Linked DNA regions of Mus musculus: regions 2 and 3 are each linked to region 1. A link is a contact called in public Hi-C and HiCAR-type data. All regions are on one chromosome and are shown on one strand. The core of a region is the stretch at or near the end of the contact, and the rest is flanking DNA. Distances in the headings are between cores, read along the strand shown. Region 1 has its middle 75 kb from the start of Gm31610. Region 2 overlaps Gm31813 (a long non-coding RNA gene). Region 3 overlaps Gm31813 (a long non-coding RNA gene).

Region 1 (5,018 bases), core at 1,190-3,689:
ATGACTAAGTTCAATTCCAGGAACTTACATAGTAAAAGGAGAGAACCAACTTCCATAAGCTGTACTCTGACCTTACATGTGCACCATGGTATGTTTACACACACACACACACATACACACACAAATAAATGTAAAAGTTTTAAAAATAAAAGTGATGTCAATAATAATAGGATATAATAGGAAACACAAAAGTGAATCTAGCATGTTCATCGCTTTACTGAGGATGATGGGAGATGCTTTCCCAGCTGTGTGTCATAGGAAAAGCAAGGATTTGTGAGTCGGATATCTAGGGTTTGACTTACTCCAAAGAAGATGGACAGTTTGCATACGAAGATGACTTCTGAAGTTTCTCAGAAGTCACCATTACTAGCCTTTAAGATCACAGCCTATACACTAACAAATCTAGTTCAACTGTCCACCTTCAATAACCAATTAAAAGAGCCAAAAAATTAATAACAATAACATTGATAATAAAAGCAAAGAGAAAGAGAGGTATATTTAAACTGGCCACTTGCGAAAGAGGGATGAAGAGATCCAGTGAAACTCTCCCTCATCATCCTGAAATGAGATAAACAAATGGCTATGGACAGGCTGTCCTATGTCTTGTCAAGGTGTGGTTTCAGCCTAGTTGCAAGGGTTTCATTCTTTCAGAGAGCTAAGTTTCCAGTCCGGCTGGCATGTTTTGTTCTCCTACTGTGGGGAAATTCCCATTTCTTAGGGTTCCTGTTCCAGTGGTTTGATAGTCATAGAGAGACATGGGTATCTCTTTAGGACACCTTCAGCTCTGCCAGACACATTGCATCATGACTTATGCAGTGGTCTTTGGTTACCATCTCATTCATGAAAACCTGCTAATGAGGGGTGGAGCCTAGATCCAAACCATATGCTCCTTGACAGCAGAGTGATTAAGAACTTCCCTGGGCCAAGATGTACAAAAACAGTGTAGTGTGGCATATGAAAATGTCCTTTCGGCAGTAGAGTGCCTTTGCTCAGAATATTCTAGAAATTTAAGATTCTCTATTCCCACTAATGTTGAAAGGAAGCTCCAGGGCAAGAACTAAAATAAAATAAAACCTCTCACCCACATTACAAAGGAAATGAAGGAAAAAACTTTATGTATTTAAACAGTAAGAAGTTAACCAGTTCCCAAAGTTGAGTAAATTTGTTTCAATCTTACAAGTTTGACCAAAGATCAGTTAAATAACAAGTAAAAATTCTCTGTAGAGATTTTTAGAGATGACTAGCAGAATGCCGTATGCCACTGATACCTGTGTTTCCCTCAGGCCTAACGAGTCAAGAAGAAAACCAACCATGCTTGCCAAGTTCCCTTAATTTCCCACAGTGGAACAATGTCTGCTCAAGGAGCCTCTGTCCTGAAATGACTCAAGGCCTTCCTCCCTTGAGCAAGCACAGAAAAACATGGGGGGAGGGGACCCACATGCCAGAATCTTGCTAGCCCATCAAGGGCCTCATTATATAAACAGTAATGAAATGACTGGGGTTGATAAGTAACTAAACTTGCAGGTAAGTGTTCAAACTAATGATTTCATATATGTACACGTCTATACAAAATACACTTATCTCCCTTCCCCAGTCTATTACAAGGACAACAAGATTCTAATAAGGGCATTTCATTGTTCTAGACAGCAAACCTTCATTGGTTTTTTTTTTTTTTTTGGGGTGGGGAGGTTGTTGTTTTGTTTTGTTTTGTTTTGTTTTTAGTGTCACACAAGACAAAACCTATTGCGTTTGAAAAACAAAAGCATTTTTAGATCAAAACAGAGCAGGGACTTGCAAGATGAATAATACATACAAGTAAGGCACCCACCTCAGTTTTGTTGTGATTTATCAGCATGCAAGGGATGGGACAAAAATAAAGGGAAAACGATTCGATTGTTAAATCAAGCCTTCTCAGCTTCCTGGCTGTAGTCAATTTGCCAAAAGCCTTTTCTCTACTGTAATCCCATTTTTCAACATCTCATAACTAGAACCTGATTGATCATGTGGTCACATCCAGCCCAGACTCATTAGGCCAATTAAATCAAAGCATGTGTGCTGGAGATTCCAGCTCAGGGGCTGCTGCAGTGCCAGCAACAGCTTGGCTTGCCCACATTCCACAGGGTCTTATTTCAAGTGGTGTGATCCCCACATGGACGGTTTGATTTATTAAAGGGGACATTTTGTCACTCAGAAGGACTTCTCAGGACACTGGGTGGTGGGAGAGCAGTGAAACCAGGGCAATGTGACAAAAATAGGAGAACTTGTCACCCAAACCCGGAGGCAGCTCACACACACAGCAATGTATTTTAAGCATGAAGAAAATAGACTCTGTCTTAACAGCCTGGTTCTGTCAGAAGAGCGTCTCCCAGAGAGCCCTTCTTGGCTGTGGACTGTTCTGAGAACCTTTTTCATCTTTGTTGCCAAGGCAGCTGGGGGGAGGGGAAGCTGTGCTGGGTTTCCAAAGAATTGAGCAGCCAATACTATGAGCTTCCAGAACAGTGGGGCAGTGGCAGCCTCATCCTTAAGGAAAGGGGACTAAGAGATACAAGGAAGACTCAAGCTTGGGCAGTTTTTTAGAACCCTGACTCTGTCTGAAGAAAGCATCATGTGAGGTTCGGGTCTAATGGGTTAGGGACTAATTAATTGGCCAAAGATTTGACAAGGCTGAGGGTGGAAAGGCTCTTGGTTTTAGGGAGTATTTGGGTGTAGGAAGCAGCCCTGAAAGGTGAGCTCCCAGTCTGACTTTTAGATCCTGACAAGGAACATGGAGATGGAGGGAGGGAGCAGTGGAAGATTGTCTGTCCACGCTTCAGGGAAATGCCCTGACCTATTCACTCCTCTGTGCCCAGAGCTACAGCCTCAACACGCCTGAGTAGGAAGGATGTGTCTAAATCCACTCTGTGCTTTTGGTTTGTTTTTATCTTTGGAGAGAGAGAGAGAGAGAGAGAGAGAGAGAGAGAGAGAGAGAGAGAGAGAGAGAGAGAGAGTTTAAAATCTATTTTTGCCCAGGCATGAGTGATCATGCCTGTGTATCCTAGAGCGTGGGAGGCAGAAGGCAGGAAAGTGGCAGCTCACTTGAGATCTACATAGTGAATCCCAGCTAGGGGTCCATACTGGAATCCTGTCTCAAAAACACAAACAAAAAGATTTTCTTTGTGGCCACACAATTCAGTTCTATATTAGCTAATGAGTCACTTTTATGGACTTTTCAAAAAACTTACATACCACAGAACTTTAGAATTAAGAGCATTTTGGCCCAATATATTTGGTTACAAATGAGAGGACAGAGGTCTAGAAAATTTATTTCTCGAAAGAGATAAAGAAAGCTAAGAACTGAGCTAAAGATTTTCAGATGCAAACTTAAAGCCTTACTCAAAGGCTTCTGTGATGTGGAGGTCAGGGGTGGAGCTCTATTACAGGCATGTCCCCCAGAGCCCAGACTGCTCTCCACAACCCAATTCCTACTGGTCCTTTCCTTCTGCAGTCTTCAGCATCCCCCATCTCCTTGAGTAGTCTGATGCTTCTCACTAACACTGGACTTCAGTGGGCAATCAGATGACACTCCATCTCCACACAGCACAATGAAACTTCAGCCAGACACTTGTTCTTTCTTATCTTTCAGAAAATAAGCCATGAATTCCAGAACCGTCTCTGTGAGACAACTGGTCATCTCAGCTTGTTCTAACCCAGGGCCCCATTCATTCAGGACACCCTGGAGTGTTCAAGGAAAGTGATCTGCAAGCAGTAGGTCAGTAGGTCACACCCAGCAAGGAAACTCACCACAGGACAGACTGGAGGACACAGAAAAGTGATTCACAAAGAACCACCTCCTAGTTTCACTCTGTGAGGGTGCAAGTAGCCACACAGGACAGCAGGGGTGGGGTGGGGTGGTGAGGACCTAGAAAGGGTCCTGGTGTCATCAGCAAAGCAGGTGCTGGTGAGAAAGAGCATTGAATCAGGTCAACCAGGTGAATGACACTGGTTTCCTTTAAGGATTGTCTGATGCATATAGTATAATTTGATCAGATTCACTCCAGGTATCATCGTTTTTGTGTGTGATCCACTGAGTATAATCAGGATTTTTATGCAAGAGTATGGATGGGATGTTATTTACTGGAGCACAGCCATCTAACCAGTGGCTGCAGCACTGGAGAAAATGGCTCCTCTCCCCCTCAGAGTTCTTAACTGCCAACAGCTCCTCAGGGAGAGAAGGGTCAGGAACAGCCTTTTAAAAGATATCTATCTAGGGAGTGACTGCTGATTTTCTAAACTTCTTTTCTAATAACTGGAATGGTGTGTGTGGCAGGTGAGTTGACAGAGACTAGACTGTGAAGGCCACTGTAACAGATGGAGCATTTTAGTCAGGGTACAACCAATCTCTTCTCCCTCTGGCAAAACAAGACTACTGATTAAATGTGGTATGGCCTTCAATCTCCTGGGGTCACATGGACAGTAACAGCTCTAGAAGAACTTAGAAAAATATAAAGAAAAATTCACAATAAGCAGCTTATTCACAGCTTTGAGACATAGCGTTACTTTAATTAAAAAAAAAAACTTCTGGAAATATACTTTTGTTATATTTTGATTAATATAATATCATACCTTTTTCATCTTGGAAGTTCAAATTGGGGATAGTGTGGATATAGCTCAGCTGATAGAGTACCTAGCATGTACCAGGCCCTTAGTTCAAGTCCAAGGACCTTATAAACCAGGCACTGTGGTGCATACCTATAATCCCAATATTTGGGAAGGAAAGGAAGAAAATAAGTTCAAATTAGAATAAATGTCTGTAAAGGAAAAAGACAGTCACTATTAATTTTACAATACTCTAATAACTTTTATTTCTATTCAATATTTTCTTGATTGAGAATAGCTGGTGTCTTGAGTTGATTGTGTGTGTGTTTGTGTGTGTGTGTATGTGTGTGTGTGTGTGTGTGTGTGTGTGTGTGTGTGTGTGTGTGTGAATATGCAGACTGTACATTCAGTTTACAGTCATCAAGAACGTGAAGAGGAGTGCA
Region 2 (5,018 bases), core at 641-3,140, 390 kb after region 1:
ACATCTGTGCTCAGCATTGTTAAGTAGAGTGTGGAGCTGGGATCAAATATGGTGATAATTCATGATTCAAATCTCACCCACGGAAACTTCTGCAATGAGGTCATTTACAACAGCACTAGTGTAGGGGGGGGGGGGTGATTTTAGGGGATTTAAGAAGACACATATCTACCTACAGTTTATAAAATTCTTCCTTTGGGTTGGAAGGATGGTCCAGTTGGCAGTTGGTCAAGTTCCTAGCAATCATGAGGACCTGAGTTCAGATCACTGGAACCCATGCAAAACTGATGTGTTGTTGTTGTTGTTGTTGTTTTGAAGAGCATGGTTTTTAATCTCAGCACTGGGAAGGCAGAGACAGGAAGAAGCCTGGAGCTCACTAACCAGCCAGCCGTGTGGAGTCGATGAGTGCTAGGTTTGAAGTGCGGGAAGGAGAGGAAGGCCTGACTGAATGGCGTCCCAAGTAAACGTGTTCCTCTGACATGGGCACTGCCACCGCCATTTCAAAGACTCCAATGCCTCAGAACCATGAGAAAAATCACAAAGCAATGCTCCTCCCACGTGAGGCCACAGGAAAGGCAAAGCCTTCTTGTTGTCAGTGTGTGGATATTGACAAGGTGTGCAGAAAATGTCCATCCTAGACTTCCTGTGCCAGATATGTATAACCTGGAGACTATTCTCCTACAGAGACAGCTTCTGCCAGGACTGGTAAACCCTGCCTCCTGTTCGGCTGTATGTGATAACCCCACTTCCCTATTTAACTTTATACCAACATGCCAAGCTGCTCAATGCTGCAGGTTCTCCATCAGAGAGCCAAGCGTACCCAATGCATCTCCCGGTGTCTGTTTATCTTTAGTTCAGTCCCTTACCACCCAAGTCAGCTCTATCCCTGACACCGTTCAAAGGGCTTGGCAGCAGAGAGTGATCAAAGAAGGCAAACAGTCTTTCTGTTCTGTTTTGTTTTGTTTTGTTTTGTTTGTTTGTTTGTGACAGGATCTCTCTCTGTAGCCCTGGCTGTCCTGGGATTCACTATGTAGACCAGGCTGGCCTCGAACTCAGAAATCTGCCTGCCTCTACATCCCAGGTGCTGGGATTAAAGGCGTGTGCCACCATGCTCAGCTCATGATACTGTATCTAGACTTCAGGCCTCCATTCACACACACACATGACAGAGGTGGGGAGGGAGGGAGGGAGGGAGGGAGGGAGGGAGGGAGGGAGGGAGGGAGAGAGAGAGAGAGAGAGAGAGAGAGAGAGAGAGAGACTCATTCTCTTAAGCACATCCCCAAGTCATCAATGAGTGATGCACCTGTCAGTAACAAATGTTCTTTATGTTGACTTCACAATTTGTGAAGTTGTAAACTGTCCCTTACAAAGAAATGTTCTAAGGCTGGTCTTTTATATTAGTGTGTAATTAGGCTGACTTCTGAAGCCAAACCACTTAGAAACTTACTGCCAGCACTAGCATAGATAGCAGGGTAATATTCATTTATATCCTTTGCACAGTAATCTGATAGCTGACTATGCTTTGGTCATTCTCGTAAGACTAGCTGGGGAATGAAATCAATCAGAGTACATGAATTACAAGGAAAGTGCTGTTGGTGTCAATTACCTACACTCTCTGAATGTAAGTCTTCTAATTCCTGTTAAATCGGTAATGTTACTAATCCTGCCCTGTTGTTTTAAATAGGGCTGCAGCTGCAGCTGCTGGGCATTGGAAGAGGGCAGGCCAATGCAAATAGTTAAGAGTCTCACCAGCTAGCAGTAAGTGGAAGGTCCACCCTGGCATCTACAAAAGGCTGAATTGTTTCTTTTTGTACAGGGGCTCCCCATGCCCTCCTTAAATCAGTTCTCTGTGTTGCAAACACAGGCGGCTGAATGTGGGCGTCCCATCACCATAGAAGTTCCCAGCTTGCCCCTAGATAATGACCCTGAGTTGGAACAGGAAGTCCTGGCTGCACTTTCCCTTCTAATCTCCCCACCCCCAGTATTCATGACTGCATTTCAATGACTCATAATTTCCAAGTATGATCAGCATGCGAACAGGAAAGACTCGGTCACCAGGCAGAGCACCAGACTGAAGAGCCGGCCAAGACCTCACCAAAATCAGTCAGCACTGATGGCAGCCGGGACATCATGATAGCAACAATTCAAAAACCTAGAGCACAGGAACAGCCTTTAAACTGCACCTGGGCAGTGCTGTTGCTTCTTCAACACGCCAAGCATGTGTCTTCCTTGCCTTACAGCACACTGAAGGATGCTCAGGGCACTAAGCATGCCACTCTTCCTTCTCTCACACCAAACTGAAGGGAGCTGGGGCACCAAGCATGCCCCCAATTCACACCACACTAACTGTGGGAGCGTCAACGACATAGCTTTAGGCAATTGGTTAACTTTCTAGTCTCCAAAAAGAATAAAGTCTTTTCCGGAAAACTCTCAGTGAATAATGCTGCAGGATTCACACTGGCCAGGAATGTATCATGGGGATGCTGACAGAGTTGCCACGAGTCTTGGGGTTTCCTACACCCGGAGACCAGCTTCCATTTTACAGGCTGTTCTGGGCCTCCTGCCATTATGAAGCAAGCTCTCAAGCAGCTCTCTTTCACTGTTGAACCAGACTCAAACAGGAAACAACTCCACCCTTCCACTTTCGTGGGTAAAATCTCATTTTCTTTAACTAAAAAAAAGAAAAACAAAAAACAAAAAAACAAAAAAACCCCCACAACTTACTTGATGGGTTAGATCGGGAGTAAGACAGAGAGAGAACACAAAGTTGGGTGGGTAGAGAGGTGGAGATGGATCAGGAGGAGTTGAGGGAAGTTAAGGGAATATTATAAAACCATATCAAAGAATTAATAAAATGTTAATGCAACTTTGTGTCCTAATCTTTTTTTTTTTTTTTTTTTTTTTTTCCGAGACAGGGTTTCTCTGTATAGCTCTGGCTATCCTGGAACTCACTTTGTAGACCAGGCTGGTCTCGAACTCAGAAATCCGCCTGCCCTCTGCCTCCCAAGTGCTGGGATTAAAAGCATGCACCACCATGCCCAGCTGTCCTAATCTTTTAAATATTTACATTCTTGTAGGTGTCAACATCTTTCGATTTTAAAGCTACCAACAGTTCACTGAATCCATTCTTTATTGTCTCAATCACACAGAATAGATGGATGAAAGGGACCCTGTGACAAAGGGTAACTATGCTTTTATCAGTTCAACCTCTCAAACAAATCAAAGAGAGATTCTTTTATTAAAAAAAATATATGTGTGTATGTATATATGTGTAGTATGAGAGAGACTGTACCCATAACATTGTATATGTGTGGAAGTCAGAAGACAACTTTCAATAGTCTGTGTTCTTCTTCCACCATGGGTTCCTGAGATGATACTCAAATCATCAGGTTTTTGAGGCAAGTTTTTACCCATGGAGCCATCTCACTAGCCCAACAGCAAAAGAGTGATATCCTAAAGATACTCAATGAACTAGTGAGAAGTTCAAAGTCAGGTCCTAGAGTTAGTTATAGCCACTTGGTCAGTTCCTCATAGACATTCTTGGGAAAGCTTTTGCTAGTGCTTGGGATTTCAATGTAAAAACGGGTGAGTAGGTAGATGATGAATGGATGGATACATGGATGCTTGAATGATGGATGGATAAATAAGTGGGTATAGGGGAAATAGATGATGACGATAGATAGATAGATAGATAGATAGATAGATAGATAGATAGATAGATAATGGGTCATGAATGGATAGGTTGTTTATGGGTAGGTCATGGATGGGTAGATGGATGGATGGACAGATAAATAAGAGAGTGGAAAAAATTCAGCCAAAATTAAGTCCTGTGCAATTAATCATTATGAGACCACGTAGGCCCAAAGATTAAATCCAAAGAAACTGTCAGTTCAGATTTCCTAAGTTTGGATTGTGAAAGACCACGGGACTTTTTTCTTAACTCCCAATTGGGTGTGGGGCAAAATGTGAAGATTTAAAGACCTTGGAAAACAAAAAACTCATGCAGAAACTGAGTCACAGAAAGAACAAGAACATTAAACAGTTCTTTAACAGTCAACTTGAGCTGAAATAACTGTGGCCAGAATCCCTGAAACGTTCCTCAGAAGCGCCAGGTAAGCGGCATCTCTTCTGTGCAAGAGCCTCTGAGGTTCTTGTGCGGGTTAATTATCTATTTCCAATCTCGGTGACTGTAAATGGAGTCAGAGAGTTTGTGTGTTAGGAAATTCTACATCATATCTTGTGATAGCAGCAGAAGAAATGAACTTGGGATAAAAAGCTTTTCAGATACAAATAGTACAGCAAACTCTTGAGGAATGCCAGGTGTGTTCACATTGTGGCACTATTATTAGCCAAGACTCTCACTGTTTTCCTAACTGCAGTCAGGTGCAAAGAAAAAAGGACACCAAAATCTTCTATTTACCTAGAGCATAGTCTTTCACTCAGGAATCAAGTTATTTCCTGTTTCAATTTTTTTTTTAAGTGCCTGTTTTTGTAAAATGGCCTTTCCATAAATATATCTTATCAGGGAATGCTCTAAGATTCTTCCAACATTAGAAATGAAACTGTTCTGGTTGATGCCTCGAAGGCTTTTTGAGTGGGAAGAACACAAAGCAAAAACCTTCAGAGAATTGAACACACTAAATATGTTACTGAAGATTATTCTGGTTGTTGCTGGTATTTCATCCTTTTCTTCAGAGCTATAAAGTGCAAGGCATTCACAATTTCCCACAGAGTGAGCAGGTCTCAGTGTCTGGGTTGTTGCTTGAGCTAAGGAAGAAAGAGGAAATGGTGGGTGTGGGGAGCGAGGAAGCAGGGCCTAGTTTTTCTGAGCTTTGCACAGAGTCCTCCTGCCGTTGGCCTTCCCCACAGTGAGCCAGAAATAAGAGAATACATTTGTATAAATTATGAGCATTGAGAATGTAGCTCAGCATAGAGCACTTTCCTAGCATGCATCCTTAGCATGCTGTTTGTTTTTAAAAGCTTGATAACTATGAACTAACATTTAATTGTGAGTGACATGG
Region 3 (5,018 bases), core at 674-3,173, 330 kb after region 1:
AACTTAGAACACCCACGATACAATTTGCAAAACACAAGAAACTCAAGAAGAAGGAAGACCAACGTGTGGATACTTCATTCCTCCTTAGAATAGGGAATAAAATACCCATGGAAGGAGTTACAGAGACAAAGTTTGGAGCTAAGACGAAAGAATGGACCATCCAGAGACTGCCCCATCCGGGGATCCATCCCATAATCAGTCACCAAACCCAGACACTCTTGCATATGCCAGCAAGGTTTTGCTGAAAGAACCCTGATATACCTGTCTCATGTGAGGCTATGCCAGTGCCTGGCAAATACAGAAGTGGATGCACATAGTCATCTATTGGATGGAACACAGGGTCCCCAATGGAGGAGCTAGAGAAAATACCCAAGGAGCTGAAGGGGTCTGCAACCCTATAGGTGGAACAACAATATGAACTAACCAGTACCCCCAGCTCGTGTCTCTAGCTGCATATGAGGCAGAAGATGGCCTAGTCGGCCATCATTGAGAAAGAGGCTCCTTGGTCTAGCAAACTTTATATTCCTCAGGAGAACGCCAGGGCCAAGAAGTGGGAGTGGGTGGGTATGGGAGCAGGGCCGGGCCGGGGTGGGGGTGGAGGGTATAGGGATAGCATTTGAAATGTAAATTAAGAAAATACCTAATAAAAAATATATTAAAAAAAGAAAAAAAAGAATGGTCCAAATACAGCTACTGCATAATTTTCAACGGAAGGCCCCTTCAGATAACAGTGCTGCAAATAGTCCCACTACCACCTTCTCCTTTGGAATAGGGTGTCCTTCCAGAGCAAACAAGAGTGTACTGTGCTCCCTGGTTCTGCTTCTAGCTGCTTCGGTCGCCTCCATTTCTCTTGGAGATGATTGAATTATCTACGTAAAGATGAAACAGCTAATCCTTGGGGTGGGGGTGGGGAGAGAATTGATTCGTGGCCAGCAGACATTTAGTCTCAAAGCAACTGGGGACGCTCCGGAAGTGATTAGTGCTAACAGAAGCCTTGGTTCTCCTGGCAGGCTAAATGCTTTAGAAACACCAGGGAGAGGGAAAGAGCTTTGTGTTTCTTCCTAATAAATCTCCCATCTTATTGTCAGAGGCAGTTTGCCCTCCTGGGGGCCTGGGCTCCAATCTCAGCCTTTTGCAACTGAACTCTGCCTTGCCTGATGTCCATTTCCATCACAATGGCTTACTGGGTTCTAAAAGAGACAATCTGCCACACCAGGCTTCTCAATTTCTCTGCCCCTCCTTCCCTCCCCACCAATCACGTCTTGACCTCCCCCCCCCCCCCCCCCGCCTCCTGGCTCAGGTACTCCCTGCTTCCCATCCTTGCTCTTGCTCCAGGGATCTCTTTCTGTAAATCCTCTGAGAGAATTCCTGGATTAAATTTGAAGTAAAGCATTACAAACCTCTAACTCGGTGTCAATTACTATTTGGCACTACATTTTATGAGGAAGAAATGCAATAAAACAGCAATTTCTAAATTTAACCCGCATTACATAATATAATTATTTATTGCAGAAGATGTTGTTTATACATCACCCACGTTATTGATTGCTATGAAAAAGGCAATGTACAGGAAGCCATACAAATTGATCAATAGTTAAAGTGATTAATCAAATATTTAATTTGTTTCCATAAATTTTAGTCCAGTACGTGTTTCACATCACACAATGTAGCTATGAACTATAACTCCGCTCCCCAGCAAGACGCACAGAGAAATGTCTTTCTTCTATTTCTGAAATGCTGCAAGAGAACACTAAAGCTGAGTAAACCATATTTGTCTTTCACACTCCCACCCATCCTCATTTTGCTCCCACTACTAACAACCCAAAGCTGAAACCACTTAAGGATTATAATTATCCCTCATCATGATCGACTGTGTGATGACGAGGCTGCTACCCATCACAAATGATGTTGCTGGAAAGGAAAGATGTGCAGCCCAGAGACATTCCCTGCTTTGTTTTTTGCTTTATCCCCTCCTCCAGGCAGAGGGAGGGAGGGATGAAATTCAGTCAGGAAAACAATTAGCTTGCCTAGCTTCACTGCACTGTGATATCAAATCACACAGCAATTAAGAGCTCCAAAGAGCCCCAGGTTGGTTTCACGCACATTCAAGGATGTAAACCGATCTGTACCCGATGAGCTAAGGCTGGACTGCAAATGAAAAAGTCAGAAGAGGTAAGCAGTGTAAAATTCCATTCTCTGCCTAATCACACTTCACTAATGGTGATATGCGCTCAGAGTACCTCTCAGTCGGTACACAGAACATTTGCATGTCTCCTCAAGCCTTGATAGATGGCTACAGAATTCTACCCTGTGACTTCTCTGGCAATACATGTCAAATGCAAAAGGCTAATATTTTCAGAAAAAATATATATACATTTGATGGTGAATAAAAAGGATAAGTGAAGTGTCCCATGGTGGGGCTACAGAGACGGCCCACTCAGGAAAAGTTCATCCCGTGTAAACATTTGAACCTGACTTCAATCCCTATTACCCATGTAAAACGTCTGGTGTGATGGTTGGTGAATCTAAGCAGTGGGCAAGTGGGAACAGGTGGATCCCTGGGGTTCACTGGCCAACCAGCATAGCCTAATGGGCAAGCCCCAGGTTCCAGTAAGAATCACTGCCTTTAAGAAAAACATGATACATAGCTCCTGAAGAATTAAACCTGAGACTGACATCAGGCTTACTCATGCATGCGCACAAACATGCATTTCACGGATACACAAGTGTGCATGGACACACAGCTGAACATACACAAAGAGGACAAGAAAAGCGTCATCTTTCCCATCACCAAAGTCTTAACTGTTGAATTTGGCACAGAAATCTCCAAAGGCAGACAAGTGCGGGAGAGTTTTAACGGTAGGAGAACATTACCCATCTTCTTCTTCTCCCTTCTTCCTTTTTGCTCTTGAAACAGGGTCTCTACCAAGCTCGGAGTTGTTAGGTTTTTACTATTTAAAAAGAAAACAAGAAAGAAAATGCCTTTATCTTTAAAACAAAACAAAACAAAACAAAAAACTGCCAGCATACATTATAAAACCTTCAAAATAAATGCTTTTTGTTTTAAAGCAGGTACTGTAGCCTGCCCTAGGCCCCACATACAGCCAGAGATGACCTTGAACTCCTGATCTCCCTGCTTCCACTTTCACTGGGATTATAAGCGACTCGGCTTCATCCCCTCTTTCTGTTTTTATAGATTTGTTTGTTCCTAATTGAGTGCTTTTCTCTTAGATAGCTTTGTTACACTTGGACGTGTTATGTTATAAGGCACCAGAGTTCCCAGTACAAAGTAAGCCATGACGGCTCCTTTTCTCTTGCTTCTTTCTTCTCAGAAGCTTTCTCTGTCACTTAACTATGGATTTAAGAAGAAATAAAATGGAACATGGCAGATATTAGTTTGCCTATGGCCCTGTGAATGGCCCCACACCTATGTGCATATGGGCAGCATTAATTGGCCTCAGGAGGTTATTAATACAAATAAAGAAAGAAGGCATGAGGTCAGGAAAGAGGTGTGGGAGAGGAGCAATAGGATGAGTTGGAGGGAGGTTAATGATGGATGGGTTTGATCAAAAGACATTGTATAAATATATGCCATTGTCGAAAATAAAAATATTATTTAAAAAGAAATAAAGTATGTTATATGGTTCTCTTGTTTTTTTAAACAGACTCTTCATTTTGGAATAATTGTACATTTATAGAAAAAATCAAAATGGTAAATTAGAAAGTGTTCACACATTGCTCATCGTCCTCCCCATTTTGCAACTTAACATTAACATGTACCACTTCCAAAATTAGGAAGCTGACATCTTTGGGTCGCTAGTAGTTGCCCTCCAGAATTAATTAGTTGCAGCTCTGTCCCATTTTTCATTTACAATCCTGTCCTCTCTTTATTTCAGGTTTCAAAGCTTGAGATCTTGCTTGGGGCGTCAAGTCATCTAGTCTACCGGGTCTGTGGGAGACATCTTTGTTTACAGTGACCTGGACAAAGAATCTTAATTTTCTTTTCTTTTTTTTTTTTTTTAAAGATGTATTTATTACATGTAAGTACACTGTAGCTGTCTTCAGACGCACCAGAAGAGGGTATCAGATCTCGTTACAGATGGTTGTGAGCCACCATGTGGTTGCTGGGATTTGAACTCTGAACCTTCGGAAGAGCAATCGGGTGCTCTTACCCACTGAGCCACATCACCAGCCCAAGAATCTTAATTTTCAAAGCAATATTATTATTTCTAGGACCTTTGCAATAATTAATATTTAACAACTATGGAAAACTTGTCACATGAAAAATGTGTACATGAGGTCACACCCACCCACCTGACCCTGCCAGGTATATATTACCCCAATGTTTATGAAGACAAGCAACTACTAGATACCCCAGCTGAAACTCTTTAATTCTCTAGCAACTATTCCAGGAGACCTTCAGTGTTGCTCAGCCAAGTGAGTACTGAAATCCTAGGAGGTAGGTGTTCACACCCTGAGTAAACACTCCATATGGGTGCTCTGTGCCACACCAAGGACACTGTGTGGGCCGGTTCCTATGGCAATGGCCTGTCTCATGACCAGTCTATCTTTCACCATTCATTAACCTGTCACTCCTGCCTTCAGTGGCCATCTATTAAACACCTGCTAAATGCCAAGTGGTTCTCTAGTGTTTTGGAGCATGGAAGGGAAAGATGATAATAACACATGCAGACCTTACAGAACAGTGGGTTCCGTGATCTACTCACTGACAGAGTGTACAGGGTCACAGGAACAAGTGAGTCAGACTAGAGAGGAGAGGCAGCTCCCACAAAGACACTACTCAAGGAACCACAAATGCAATGCCCAGGTCAAGAAGGGCTGATAATAAGCAAAACGGTCGATCCAGGTCAAATGAGAACCTAGAAGCAAGTCACAGAAGCCCAGTGGCATGCAGTTACCATCTGTGACTAGACAATTTAGGAATATGGTATTTAACAGGGCTCCAGGAAATGTCTGGTACCCTGAAGGTGCCCCTGATTCCCAGATACTAGCCATTC

What was found. Hi-C and Micro-C count contacts between places; a contact is called where the count stands out from the background. HiCAR-type assays count read pairs that join an accessible place to other places.
Region 2: a contact with region 1 is called in a HiCAR-type map of astrocytes, with 2.1 times the contacts expected there. The contact joins two enhancer-like sites. A contact is called at or near these places in 2 of 484 Hi-C or Micro-C datasets (the N1E-115 cell line and nephron progenitors) and 1 of 115 datasets of contacts at active chromatin or transcription factors (astrocytes).
Region 3: a contact with region 1 is called in a Hi-C map of cortical neurons, with 5 times the contacts expected there. The contact joins two enhancer-like sites. A contact is called at or near these places in 5 of 484 Hi-C or Micro-C datasets (cerebral cortex, cortical neurons and nephron progenitors) and 1 of 115 datasets of contacts at active chromatin or transcription factors (neural progenitor cells).

Annotation. Positions count from the first base shown.
Region 1 is chr3:21,562,247-21,567,264 of GRCm38.p6, forward strand. No RefSeq gene overlaps it. Among named protein-coding and RNA genes, the nearest start is that of Gm31610, 75 kb to the left of the region's middle. Within about 2 kb of position 2,440, at least 151 of the 459 cell types and tissues checked have an H3K27ac peak or open chromatin away from gene starts, as enhancers often do. A contact at or near this core is called in the N1E-115 cell line, astrocytes, cerebral cortex and 2 more, where this site is marked.
Region 2 is chr3:21,951,086-21,956,103 of GRCm38.p6, forward strand. The region is part of intron 1 of Gm31813 (a long non-coding RNA gene); the gene reads right to left. Among named protein-coding and RNA genes, the nearest start is that of Gm31813, 11 kb to the right of the region's middle. Within about 2 kb of position 1,891, at least 218 of the 459 cell types and tissues checked have an H3K27ac peak or open chromatin away from gene starts, as enhancers often do. A contact at or near this core is called in the N1E-115 cell line and astrocytes, where this site is marked.
Region 3 is chr3:21,891,223-21,896,240 of GRCm38.p6, forward strand. Gm31813 (a long non-coding RNA gene) reads right to left here. Exons shown (of 8, transcript XR_001783797.2): 4 at 2,875-2,951. Among named protein-coding and RNA genes, the nearest start is that of Gm31813, 71 kb to the right of the region's middle. Within about 2 kb of position 1,924, at least 67 of the 459 cell types and tissues checked have an H3K27ac peak or open chromatin away from gene starts, as enhancers often do. A contact at or near this core is called in cerebral cortex, cortical neurons and neural progenitor cells, where this site is marked.